Regions from separate parts of the Ovis aries genome. Here region 1 is linked to region 2. A link is a contact called in public Hi-C data. All regions are on one chromosome and are shown on one strand. The core of a region is the stretch at or near the end of the contact, and the rest is flanking DNA. Distances in the headings are between cores, read along the strand shown.

Region 1 (6,713 bases), core at 1,673-4,172, 81 kb before region 2:
AAAATTGAAGTATAGCTGATTTACAATGTTTTGTTCATTTCTGGTATATAACCAAGTGATTCAGTTAAACACACACATACACACTTATATATATTCTTTTTATATTCTTTTCCATTAGAGTTTATTGTAAGATATTGAATACAGTTTTCTGTGCTATACAGTAGGGCCTTATTATTTATTTTATATGTGTGTGTGTGTGTATCTGTTAATGCCAAGCTACTAATTTCTCCTCCCCCACTGCCCCTCTTTCCCTTTGGTAACCATGAAAGTGAAAGTTCCTCAGTCGTGTCTGACTCTTTTGTGACCCCACGGACTATACAGTCCATGGAACTGTCCAGGCCAGAACACTGGAGTGGGTAGCCTTTCCCTTCTCCAGGGGATCTTCCCAACTCAGGAGTCAAACCAGGGTCTCCTGCATTGCAGGTGGATTCTTTACCAACTGAGCTATGAAGGAAGCCATAAATTTGTTTTTTATGTAGATGAGTCTGCTTCTGTTTCTAAATAAGTTCATTTGTATCATATTTTGGATTCCACATGTAAGTAACTTATGATATTTCTTTCTCTGTCTGACTTATAGTGTGATAATCTCCAGGTCCACCCATGTTGCTGCAAATGGCATTATTTCATTCTTTTTTATGGCTGACTAATACCTCATTGTATACATGTACCACGTGTTTTTTAATCCATTCATCTGTTTTGGACACTTGGGTTGCTACCATGTCTTGGCTATTGTAACTAGTGTTGCTATGAACATTGTGGGGGCATGTATCTGTTCAAATTAGAGTTTTTCCTGATAGTCCCATGAGTAAGATTGTTGGACCATATGGTAATTCTATTTTAAGTTTAAGAGACTTCCATACTGCTCTTCATAGTAGCTGTGCCAATTAACATTCCCACCAACAGTATGGGAGGATCCCCTTTCTCCATACCCTCTCTGGCATTTCTTATTTACAGACTTTTTGGTGGCAGCCATTCATTGTACTTTTGATTTGTATCTTTCTGATAACTAGTAATGTGGAACATCTGCTCATGTGCCTATCTGTATCTCTTCTTTGAAGAGATTCTATTTAGGTCTTGTACCCATTTTTTTGATAAGGTTGTTTGATTTTTTTGTTATTGAGTTGTATGAACTGTTTACACATTTTGGAAATTAAACCCTTATTGGTTGCAAATGTATTCTCCCAATTGGACATTTATATTAATGGTTTAATGAAGGTATTACTTTTCCTATTAATTGCCCACTGTGTGACATTTTATACCTCTTGGCACTTACATACACATCTGTTTTCTCAGTTACCATCTAGCCCATGCTTTGGACAATTAACCACACTCCCAGCACATCTCTTGAATGATGGAATTTTTCAAGTTTGTATCTTTTCCCTCCAGTAAGAATATAGCCCCCCCTTTTTTCCCTTGTGATCCCAACTCAGAGTTGCACCCAGGGTATGTTGCTTTCTTAGTACTTCTTAGCATTTTGTCAAATGTCTAAAAACTGTGGCGCAAAGGAGTGTGATTTTTTTCAAGGCTCAGAACAAAAACTTCATGTGTCTTACACAGCAGCCATGTGGTGTACGTCAAGTGCCCAGTTTACAAACTCTAATATAGAACATATTTGAAAAGACTCCCAGCTAATCCACACTGAGAATATCTATGCGCTTTTGGGGGGATTTTGGCATGAGTGTTTCTTTTCCGGAACAGGTGGTGAAGCTAAATTTGTTTGGTGTGCTTGACATACTTGGAGCCTGATATTAAAAGACTTCAGTGGCTGCAATAAACAGTTCTTCCTTCCTTTGTTTACAGGGAATTGGGACTTTCTCGGGGTGTTGGATTTCTGCTGCTGCCCGCAGGCACGCGGGAAAGTGTCCTCAGCAAGTTCTTCCACAGGGACGAGCAGCTGGGCTGACTTGGTTTGGAAGCCTTGTTGCTTGGCTCTGAGACGTGGCCCCAAGTCCTGACATTTGGGGAATAACTAGTTTGAGTGATTCCTTCAGGTTCACAGAAACTAAAGAAATGTATACCATTTCTTCACAACGCCCATATTTGCATATACATGCTTCCTCACAGAGTTTCTAGGTTACAAGATGGTGGGGAGGGGTTGTGGGTGCAGGAAGAGACATTGGTATAAAAACACGGGAAGATTTGCTAGTTGCTGGATTTGAGAATCTTTCAGGTCTAAAAGCAGATGATTTGGTTTTTGTTTGTTTTGGCTAAATCAGATGACTGTCCCCAAATCAGCTATGGGATGAAAAGCAAGGCTTCCTGCTGAGCAGGAAGGTGGCTTACTCAGTTATGTCCTTGAGGCAGGGCAGCCCTGATTCTTTCAAAGCACATGGTTTGGATGGACAGCTCTTCAGTTTAAAGTTCCAGGCTGCTACTGGGATTGGCTGTTAGAAACACTTTTGTTGAGTGGGGTAAGCAGAGGCCACAACCAAAGTACCTTCGTTCTACCACACGCGACGTCAGCTGGGAAGTGTCACTGACACTGTGTTATCTCTATGGATTGTTTATGATGATTGCTTTCTATAGCAAACCTCAGTCCGACTGTCAAAACTATCTTGTCTGCAGTGGTCAAAACTGTGCTTGCATAGTCAAGGTTGGTGGAAAGCCTTCCATCCTCCCAGCTGTTTATTGGTGTTTTCTTTCAAGATCCAGAGGCCTGACCATTCAGTGTGTGGTGGTACAGGCTTGTCGCAGGCGTCAAAGAGCTGAACTTAGTTTGCATTTAGAACCTTCTGCAGGTACAAGTTTGAACTCCTTCTGGTACACTTTCCCCTTTTGTGTTTTGCAGGTGCTACCATATGGTCTGTAAGAAAACGAGCTTTAAATTCTCAGGTTTGGGCTCAGATAACAAACGGTTATTTATTGAGACTGTGACCTGCCTGGATAATGAATTACTTACGACATAGGTACTGCTGTGGTAGTGGAGGACAAAGTACACTGGCTTCACTAGGAGAGAAGCTTCTCGCTCTCTCACATAACAGAGTCCATGCTTTAGAGTTGATGTGACAACTTCATAGTATCTGGTTTCTTGTCCTACCATCGTCAGCACACAGCTTCTGTTTTGTGGTGAAAGATGATTGCTTCAGCTCCCAAGGTCAAATCTGTATCCCAGCCAGTGGGAAGAAAAGAAGAGAAGTGTGTGTGGGAGCTGTCCCTTTTAAGGGAATGACCCAGAAATTACACAGGTCACTTTCACTCAGAGCCTGTTGTCCAAGATTTAATGGTATGGCTCTTGTGCAATGTTTATATCCACCCAAAATTCGTCTGCTAAGCCATAACTCCCAATGGCAGTTAGTTAGGTTAATTCTCATTAATTAGCTAATCACGTTAATTTCTTTGGGAATTAATTAGGTTTAGGTGGGTTCATGAAGATGGGATTCTCATGATGGAATTAGCACCCTTAAAAGAGAAGAGACCAGAGAGCTTGCTTTTTCTCTTTTTCTGTGAGGATACAATTCAGCAGTCTGCAAGCCAGGAAGAGGGCTCTCGGCAGGAACAGAGCCAGTGAGCACCTTGATCTTGGACTTCTTAGTTTCCAAGAACCATGAGAAAGAACTTTCTGTGGTTTAAACCATTCAGTCCATGGTATTTTGCTAAAGCAATCCGAGCAAAGACAGTGGCCATGCAAAGGAGTTGGGAAATGTCTTTACTCAGGTGACTATATGCCCGGCTAAATTTGGATGTTTATTTCTAAAACAAGAACAGGATAATGGGTGTTTGGGACAAATCTCCTCTTCCAAGGACAAACTACTTACATTTGCTGTATCTAACCTTCTTCATCTGGAAAGTGAGATCAACCTCATAGAATGAGGAGACTTAAATGAGATGATGCTTATAAAGCTCTTACTATGGTATCTGGGACAGAATAAATGTTCAGCTGCTGCTGCTGCTGTGTCACTTCAGTCGTGTCCGACTCTGTGCGACCCCATAGATGGCAGCCCACCAGGCTATGAGTAAAAGAAAACATGTGGGTTTAGTTGGATTCTTCCCTTTTGTTAGGGTTCAGTTCAGTTCAGTTCAGTTCAGTCGCTCAGTCATGTCCAACTCTTTGCGACCCATGAATTGCAGCACGCCAGGCCTCCCTGTCCATCACCAACTCCCGGAGTTCACTCAAACTCATGTCCATCGAGTTGGTGATGCCATCCAGCCATCTCATCCTCTGTCGTCCCCTTCTCCTCCTGCCCCCAATCCCTCCCAGCATCAGAGTCTTTTCCAATGAGTCAACTCTTCGCATGAGGTGGCCAAAGTATTGGAGTTTCAGCTTTAGCATCAGTCCTTCCAATGAACATCCAGGATTGCTTTCCTTTAGAATGGACTGGTTGGATCTCCTTGCAGTCCAAGGGACTCTTAAGTCTTCTCCAAAACCACAGTTCAAAAGCATCAATTCTTCGGTCTCAGCTTTCTTCACAGTCCAACTCTCACATCAATACATGACCACTGGAAAAACCATAGCCTTGGCTAGATGGACCTTAGTTGGCAGAGTAATGTCTCTGCTTTTCAATATGCTGTCTAGGTTGGTCATAATTTTCCTTCCGAGGAGTAAGCGTCTTTTAATTTCATGGCTGCAGTCACCATCTGCAGTGATTTTGGAGCCCCCAAAAATAAAGTCTGACACTGTTTCCCCATCTATTTCCCAAGTGATGGGACCAGATGCCATGATCTTCATTTTCTGAATGCTGAGCTTTAAGCCAACTTTTTCACTCTCCTCTTTTACTTTCATCAAGAGGCTTTTTAGTTCCTCTTCACTTTCTGCCATAAGGGTGGTATCATCTGCATATCTGAGGTTATTGATATTTCTCCTGGCAATCTTGATTCCAGCTTGTGCTTCTTCCAGCCCGGCATTTCTCATGATGTATTCTGCATATAAGTTAAATAAGCAGGGTGACAATATACAGCCTTGACGTACTCCTTTTCCTATTTGGAACCAGTCTGTTGTTCCGTGTCCAGTTCTAACTGTTGCTTCATGACCTGCATACAGGTTTCTCAAGAGGCAGGTCAGGTGGTCTGGTATTCCCATCTCTTTCAGAATTTTGCACAGTTTATTGTGATCCACACAGTCAGAAGCTTTGGCATAGTCAATAAAGCAGAAATAGATGTTTTTCTGGAACTCTCTTGCTTTTTCGATGATCCAGTGGATGTTAGCAATTTGATTTCTGGTTCCTCTGCCTTTTCTAAAACCAGCTTGAACATCTGGAAGTTCATGGTTCACGTATTGCTGAAGCCTGGCTTGGAGAATTTTGAGCATTACTTTACTAGTGTGTGAGATGAGTGCAATTGTGTGGTAGTTTGAGCATTCTTTGGCATTGCCTTTCTTTGGGATTGGAATGAAAACGGACCTTTTCCAGTCCTGTGGCCACTGCTGAGTTTTCCAAATTTGCTGGCAAGCTGAGTGCAGCACTTTCACAGCATCATCTTTCAGGATTTGAAGTAGCTCAACTGGAATTCCATCCCCTCCACTAGCTTTGTTCGTAGTGATGCTTTCTAAGGCCCACTTGACTTCAAATTCCAGGATGTCTGGCTCTAGGTGAGTGATCACACCATAGTGATTATCTTGGTCATGAAGATCTTTTTGTACAGTTCTTCTGTATATTCTTGCCACCTCTTCTTAATTTCTTCTGCTTCTGTTAGGTCCATACCATTTCTGTCCTTTATTGAGCCCATCTTTGCATGAAATGTTCCCTTGGTATCTCTATAATTCTTGAAGAGATCTCTAGTCTTTCCCATTCTGTTGTTTTCCTCTATTTCTTTAGGGTAGCTTTTATTAAACATTTTTTTTTTTTGGTTTTTATATTTATCTTAAAGCTTTATCCCCAGAAGAAGATTCACTGTATCACAATGGCATCACTTTAGAGCTTTATCTGGATTTCTCTTGTGGCTCAGTCAGTAAAGAATCTTCCTGCTTTAGGAGACCAGGGTTCGACCCTGGGTTCAGAAGATCCCCTGGAGAAGAAAATGGCAGCCCGTTCCAGTTTTTTTTTTTTTTTCCTGGAGAACTGCATGGACAGAGGAGCCTTATGGGCTATAGTCCATGGGGTTGCACAGAGTCAGACACAACTTAGTGACTGAATCACTACCACAGAGCTCTATCTAGTGGCAAAAGAGCAAGATTTGAGGTGTTTGTGAAGGAGACCTTGTATCATTATGAGTGTTTACCACTTCCCCTTCTATTTCATCAAGAATTGCCTCATTTAGAGCCTTCATCAGAAATGCCATAATTTGGAGCTCTAGTTTCTGAAATGAGAATAGAGGTTGATTGTTTATGAATCTCAGGGAATAGTTCCTAGAGCTTCTAAGAAAGAGGCAATTCCTGGAACCCAGCGAAGGGTACCAAGGCCTTTGTCCACTTGTGATGGACACTGACACTTGGTATTCTATAAAGCTTGGATCTCATCTTTCTGAGTTGCTCTGATCTCTAGAGTGAACTAATTAGCTGAATTTGAGGGTTTGATGTAAAATTTTGCCTCTTCCCTAAGGTTTTCATCGTTTCAGCTGATTTTGTCATCCATGCTTATTACACAAATTTTGCATTTAACAATTAAAGACTTACTCTCATTGGACTGCTTTGAGGCACGGACCAGATTACAACAATAGTACAGATTACCAACTGGTGCTTGAGTCTGTGGTCTGAGGAAACAAAGGCACAGCATTGGGACCACACAGGGTGGAGGCAACCTCCACAGACTTGCTCATGTGGGAAGGAGCAGTGGAAGGTC
Region 2 (7,396 bases), core at 305-2,804:
ATTGAAACTGACGTGTCTCATGGTGCCTGACTGTCCTGCCCAGCTGCTTTCGCATCCTTCTTCCCTGTTCCCGTTCAGAAAACCTCTCCCCACTCTACATTGTCCTGTTGTGTCAACATTCATGGCTCCTTCTTCTTCCTTAGTTGCCCTAGGGTTCTATCTTCTGCTAAAACTAGTGCGGAAGATGACTCTCTTACTTCCTTCAGGATTGTAAGCCGTAGGAAGTAGACCTGGGCTGCTGGTGTTTTTTTTTTTTTTTTTTTTTATCACAGAAAAGCCTCTATGTACCAGGAGATAGTAAGGTTAATATGCAAATTGAAGCAGAGACAAAGTTTATCAATAGAGAGACAGAGAGCTAATGCTGGATTTGAGCCCCAAGATCCACTCAAGGTATTAGAGTTGTCTAGGTCCAATGAGCTAATAAATGCATATAAGTAAAAATGGACATTAGGTGGTGCATGTTCAATAATTGTTAGTGATCTGTAATCACATCTCAGTGTACAAGTGATTTCTGTTGTCCTGTCTTCTCCAAGTGCATTGTAAGGATTTTGAGAGCAGGCACTAGGTCTTACTTACTCATCTCTGTCCTTTCCAGGATTAGCGCAGTGCCTGGCATATGCTAAGTTCAATAACCCTGTTGAAGATAATTTAATAGATCAGCATGTTCTGATTTCTGTCAGACACACTCATTGTGTGACTCAGCCTCAGCTTTCTAAACAAGTCCATGGGGATTTTTTAAAATACATTTGTGCCATTTACTCCTGAGAAAAACATCTTTTGCCTATGGGTGTGTTCTGTTACTTTTAGTGTTCACCTCTTGGACTAACCTACCATGATTTTTTTTAACGAAGCAACTATTTTTACTTTGGTTTTTTTTTTTTTGATGGAAAATACATTATCTTTTGAGAGAGTTGGATTTTTTTTTTTTTAAATCAGTAAGCCAAGACTCCCAACTCCTTGTATTAGGTTTGGAAAGATAAAACCGTCCTGGTGCTAAGCTTTGAAAGACCAAATCTCTCACAAAGATAATTGAAATGTAAAACAACTCAAAACTAAATTGTTAATGTTGCCTTTGGTATATTTCCCCCTTTTCCTGTAAAAGAAGGAGATAAAAAGTATTCTTGATTTTTTTCACGTTTTTAATATGTACATGGAAATCCTAATGTCTGTTTACTTTAATGCTAGTGTTTGAAGCTGTGTTAATGATTAATGAGAAAAGTACCATGCAGTGGAACAAAATGAGTCAGTTTATTCTGATTTCCTGCCTCAGTGTGGTGGACAAATATGAAAACGACAGTGCTAGGGGTTTCTACTTCCACAACCAATAGCTTGGAGTATGGAGGAGGGGAACCATTTTCTCAAAAAGATTCTGTGAAGCACATGTGATTTGAGCATCAGTCCTCATAAAATGAGAGAACTTGAATCTTTCATTCTTTCAGTTCTCCAGCTGGACTATTGGCTCCAAACATAAAACAAAGCGCTGGGAGAAGGATTTTTTTTTGTTATTAACAGCTGTATGCTGGGTGTGTACATGTGTCTATTTAGAAAAGGCTGCCCTTTCAATGTCTCTCCCGTCAGGACAACTTCTTCTGGCACCCTTATTTGGAAGATCTCTTTAAGATATTTTACAGGGAGACTTTTAGATATCTTTTAGAAATATTGAATATCTTTTAGATTTTTAAAAACAAAATCTTAAAAAAATCATTTAGAAGTAAAAGTTTTATTTTCTTCCTTTACTTTCTTTCTTTTCTTTTCTTTCTTTCTTTTCTTTTCTTTCTTCCTTTCTTCCTCATGCCTCATCATTATTGTTATTTTTACTGTATTGGGTAGGGTCTTCTACGATGTTGGATTGTGGTGACTGTAGCAGGCATTTTCTTTTCTTTCTTTGAAAGTGAAAGAAGTGAAAGTGAAGTCACTCAGTCGTGTCTGACTCTTTGCGACCCCATGGACCGTAGCCTACCAGGCTCCTCTGTCCATGGGATTTTCCAGGTAAGAGTACTGGAGTGGGTTGCCATTAGTGGTTACTAAAATTTTGCCATTAAGGATAAGATTTCTCATAGAGGTCTTTGATTGGGTAAAAAGATTTCCATTCTGGTCTTAGCTGGCTAATAGTGTTTTTTGTTTGTTTGTTTAGTGAATGAGTGTTGAATTTTACTGAATACCACTTTTTGACATTTATTAAGATGATCATATGGCTTCTTTCCTCCTTCAATATATTAAATTGCTAGATATTCTTATTTTGAACTGTCATTACAATCCTGAAATAAACCCTATTTCGGTATAATATCTTTAAAAATACATAGGAAGATTAGATTTGAAGGTGTGTTATTTAGAATTTTGCACTTCTGTGTAAAAAAGTGATCTTGGTCTGCACTTTTAGAGTTTCAAGCAGAGCACATGGCTCTTTTTTCTGCCTTGCTGGGTTTATTTCATTCCCTGTTATTCTATAGCCACCCCAAACTCTGAGGTCAACAAGTCTCTGCCTCTACAAACTCCCACTAGGTTGTGTTTCTGTTCTTTTCTCATATAAAAAGGTGTTAATCTTGCTTTCATTTTATTTACTTATTTGCTTTAATTTGATCTATTTAAAGTGGACCCTTCCACTCCTAGCCAATAGTCTTTTGTGTTGCAGCATTGTCTCCCATAGCCACTGGGTTTTATAAATTCAGTGGAGGGACTTCCCTGGTGGTTCAGTGGCTAAGACTCCATGCTCCCAATGCAGGGGGCCAGGGTTCAATCCCTGGTCAGGGAACTGGATCTTGCCTGCTGCAATTAAAGATTCTGCATGCTGCAATGAAGATCAGAGATCCCTCACGTCAAAACTAAGACCCGATGCAGACAGATAAATAAAATAAATATGGAAAAAAAAAAAAAGAATTCAGTGGAAAACCATCTTCACAGTACGATGGATAACACTTCTGTGCTTAGTGTCGTCAGCAACACTTAAAAGGCACACTCCTATTTGTTTTAAATATAGATTTTTGGTGAAAGTGTTAGCTGTGCTCCTTAGAGAATGCTATATTCTATGGCAGTTTAACAAAATTGTACATGTTTACAATCCAAAAAGGTATGGTCATTTCCAACACATGGCATTCTGTATTTTTCATATGACATCTAATCCTAGAGTTAGAAATAGAATGACTTCTTTAAAATGCATTTTGATTCAGTACTAAGTTCAACAACACATGCTTTTAGGGGGAGAATTCTTCATTTTTCCTTTGGTTAAGTTCTTTTAAAACATTCTGGCTTTGCATTTCAACTCATTCAAAGAATACTTTATTAAAGTTGATAACTGTATTATTTCAGCAGCCGCTATCCACTGGTGGAAGATATGAGAAAGACTCACTTATGTGTATAAGTGGGTACCTCAGATTTCAAGATATTTTGGCTAAACTATAGTTCTGTTTATTCTAATATATGTTCAGCACAAAGTTAGGCCAACCATCATTTGTATAATTAACTTAATGAAAATTACATTTCCTGAAATATGTTGCAATCTAAGTTGTTGTTGTTTTTTGCTTAGAATGCTGAAGGTATTTTTTTCCCTACAGAAGTGGTATAAAACATTTATTTCTGTTTCCATATGAATCCACAAGCTTTATTTAGCCCAGATGTTAGGAGAAGCACATCAAGGCAACTACCTACAATCATTCCTTTCTCAACTAATAGCATCTAAAATTATCTTCATTTCTTTGCAGGTGAGATTTTCATAAGCTGGGAAAGTTTTAAATTCAGTCTGAGAACAGGATTGTCTATCACACTCTGTTTCCTGTCATCATTAGGGCTTTATTTCTTGGTTTTTTAAAGATTAGTACACGCATCATACACTGTCACTATATTTTGTTTACTAACACTTGTGTGTAGTGAACACAGTTTACTTACAGAAAGCTTAGTGGTTCTTGGAGACATTTTCATCCATTTATTCTCAGAGCAAGAGGAAGGAATCAAGAGATTCTTGAAGATTTAAAATTTTTGGTGACTCTGAGTAAGTATACATGTCCCTTTCATTGCTGAAGTATCCATAAAGCATGTTTTAAAATGAAATTATTGTTTTTTTCTCTCTCTTTGTATTCTTTTTCATTTTTTTCTTTGCTTTATTCCTTCTTCACATAATTTTCTTCCCTTTCTTCTCCATTTTCTTCTCTCTCCCTCTCATTGCTTCCCAGAGAGAGGGTCTTACATGGTGACCTTGTTCAGGAAAACCAGTCTTGTCTGAATTGGATTTACAGTGCCTTGTTCTTTAGGCAAAAGTTTAGAATAACCAGACGTGTCTCAATATAAACATTTTCCCCAAAGCAAGATAACACTCCAACTTCTCTATTTATGGTCAATTTAAAAGTTAGCCCAGATAGTAATGCCACTATTTTATTTTTTTTCTGGTGGAGATGAAACACAGGAAAGCATTTTATCTTGCAGTTGTTAAGGAACAAAGCTTTCACCCACCCACTGAATCCCGCCAAGTTTAACTGAATGAATCTCTGTTGAGAGGACATTTCTTGACCTGTAATAGGGTGGAATCGGTGGGGTCATAAACTATATGCAAATGAGATGAGATTTACAGAATTTTTCTGGGTTTTTAAAAAAGAGCCAGACACATGAAAAGCCTTATAAACTGAAGAACTAAGGTGGTACTTAAAAACAACCCCTAGAATCTCCTCTTTTCCTTTAAAGGCTGTGACTAAAGTTCAAAGAGGCCAGGTCCCCTCCCTCTCCCTCCTCCTTTCTGAATGCAGGACAGCTTGTCTGAATTTGAATAAAAACCTTTCAGGATGGGAATTTATTTCAGGAGAGGTTCAGGAAAAAAAAATGTTTGACAAGTTTGAAGGTTTAGGAAAAAAATGTTTGAAGAGTTTGAAGGTTTAGGAAAAAACTTGTGTGAGTATGAGTGTGAGTGGGTATGAGCATGTCTGTGTGTGTACCTACGCATATGTGTGCACCTACGCATATGTGTGTTTGCACACACGTGGGTATGAGGGTGTGTAAAATGTGTGTGCTTGCCTGTGAATGCATTTGTCTGTGTGTAGGTGTGGGTGCCTGTGTGTAGTGTGTTGGGTGATTGTGTGGATGGGGTGTGGGTGTGTGCCATGTGTGTGTCTGTGAGTGTGTGTGCCTCTGTGCTGCAGCGGGAGAGGCAGCTTGGGCTCAGCCAGTGGCAGAGCAGTTAGTAGAGAACTAATAGTGAGAAAGAGAGCTGGGGAGAGACTAGGAAGAGACGCCACCGACCTTTAACAAAAGCTCAGTTTTGTCCCTGCGGACCCAGCCGGCAGAAGGGACTGGAGAGCTGTGGCTCTCCGCCAGGGAGGTCGGGCTCCCTGCAAACAGTTGCAGGCATCCCTGATCATGCCCTTTTCCCTGGGAGTCCTGAGCTTGGCAATCGGGAAGTTTTCAAAGCTTCAGCAGCAACTGCAGCCTCGGAGAAGACCAGCAAAGACTGTGGAGTGTGTATGTGAACTTCAATTCTATATTTTCTTATGGGGTGGGTTAATGGATTTTTAGTACAAAGAGAGCTAAAACTCAGCTGACCTGAAAGACTGGAATTTCAGCTCTTCCCCTCCCTGGGCTGTTTTTCCTCCCCCTTCCTCTCAAAGCCCTTTAAATCAGAGATTACCGGGTCAGTGACTCTTATCCTGCCTGCCTGCGCCAAGGGTTTCTAGCTTTTGACTTGGCAAGGAAAACCACTACCTGTAAGTATCTGCTTTATGTATTTCCTCTCCTCTCGACTGTGAACGTTCTGCTAGAATGCTCCAGAGGTTATTTGTGTGGTAGCATTAACTCCAAGTAATGATACAAGAAGTAGATTAAGTCTGCTTGCAAAAGTTATCATATAAGCTCACAAGGTGGCAAATTGCAGTGTTAAAGAGCCCTATGTCCCCAATGGGAGGCTCTTTATTACATAAATCGAATTTATAACTCTCTTCTCAATCCATCCCCAATAGCATTTACCAGTGAAAAGACATTTTTACATTCTGAATTGTCCCCTTTCCCCACCCCCCAAATCAGAATATTTCTTTTCAGCTAAAGAAAATGGCAAAGAGAAAAAATGCAAAAATTAACAAAACAGATATATATCCTCATGGTATAAAGATACAAAAGTTTGGATGAGATGATTTTTGGATAGCTTTGCTTTAGTTTAGTTATATATATATATATATTTAAAGTATGGTTTCTTTTTTTATGGAGTTGAAAGCCAGTGTTGGAGAGGCAAAGAAATCATATTGTTCTGAAGTTTCTGACTGATTTTTAATCTCTTTCTTCTCTTTATGTGGATTTGGCCTAGAGACTTTTGTGCTGTAGTACATTATTTCTTTTAGTTGTCATCTGGATCCCAGAAATAATTTTCTAGGCATATAAGTTTTGTTTCTCTCTTCTCCAACTGTTGTGTGCAGTCTTGTTGTGTGGTATGAATTACAAAGCTTAAAAAGAGCATTTCCGGGGGCTGGTTGGAGTTTATGGCCTGGGAATCTTGCTGGAGATATTAACCTCTTCAGGACTATTCTGCAGACCTGAGCAGGAGATCCAAATGCTTTACAGGTTTCTGCTCTGGAAAAGTGATGCCACCATATTCAGCACTGCTTAAAGCTTGAAGCTTAGCTTCTTAGTCCTCTGCTTTCCTTTGATAAAATTGCTTTCAGAAATAACACTAGGAAAATGTTAACTACTTTCCCTCTTTCTCTTCATCAGAGATCCTCAAAACCCAGTGTCCCTAAGAATCACTTGGGGTAAGGCAGGCACCTAGGCCACACCCCCAGAGGAGTTTAGACTTGGTGGGACGGGGTTGGGGGACTAGAGGTGTGGGGGGTGGGGGGGACAGGAATTTCCCCAGGTGATCCTCATGCAGGCAAGATCACACTTGGATGAGTAGTGCTTTACATTGTCCTTGGCAAATTAAATTCTGGTCATGTCCTCAGTTAATGTTAAACCTCACACCTAAATGATAAGCATGAGCGTGAGCTGCTGTTGAACACAATTACGTGAAGCATGGTTTTGCATGCTTGACTGCCAAACCAGAACTTTTAACCAGCTCTCCTGCCATTACATTTCCCATGAGTAAGCAAAGCAGTCAGGGATAGGTGCCCCGATTCCTTTTGTTGGACTGTGTGGTCTGACCTGCTCTGCATGGCCAAACTATGTTTGTCTTAGAAACTTTAAGCCCAAGGGTATTCTTAGTTCTTTATCAACCTGCTGGGAATGTTCTGTTCTTGGGGACAGATTAGGCTGAGTGGGCTGAACTGAGTTGGATTATTTCTTGGGACCTGTTCAGTAGAAGTATAATTCCTAGAAATCTGTTTTGATTGGACAAACCCACCAGGATTGGGAGAAATAGGAAATGATTCCTCCATCATGTTGAGGTCCTCGTTAGACAGCATGTGAAAGGAAGATCTCAGCTTCCATCCCT

What was found. Hi-C and Micro-C count contacts between places; a contact is called where the count stands out from the background.
Region 1: a contact with region 2 is called in a Hi-C map of liver, with 3 times the contacts expected there. The contact joins the enhancer-like site here to the promoter of FREM1 in region 2.

Annotation. Positions count from the first base shown.
Region 1 is chr2:83,636,685-83,643,397 of ARS-UI_Ramb_v3.0, reverse strand. No RefSeq gene overlaps it. Among named protein-coding and RNA genes, the nearest start is that of FREM1, 81 kb to the right of the region's middle. Within about 2 kb of position 2,922, at least 2 of the 54 cell types and tissues checked have an H3K27ac peak or open chromatin away from gene starts, as enhancers often do. A contact at or near this core is called in liver, where this site is marked.
Region 2 is chr2:83,553,152-83,560,547 of ARS-UI_Ramb_v3.0, reverse strand. It overlaps FREM1 (FRAS1 related extracellular matrix 1), which reads left to right and starts at 1,554. Exons shown (of 37, transcript XM_060409486.1): 1 at 1,554-1,989.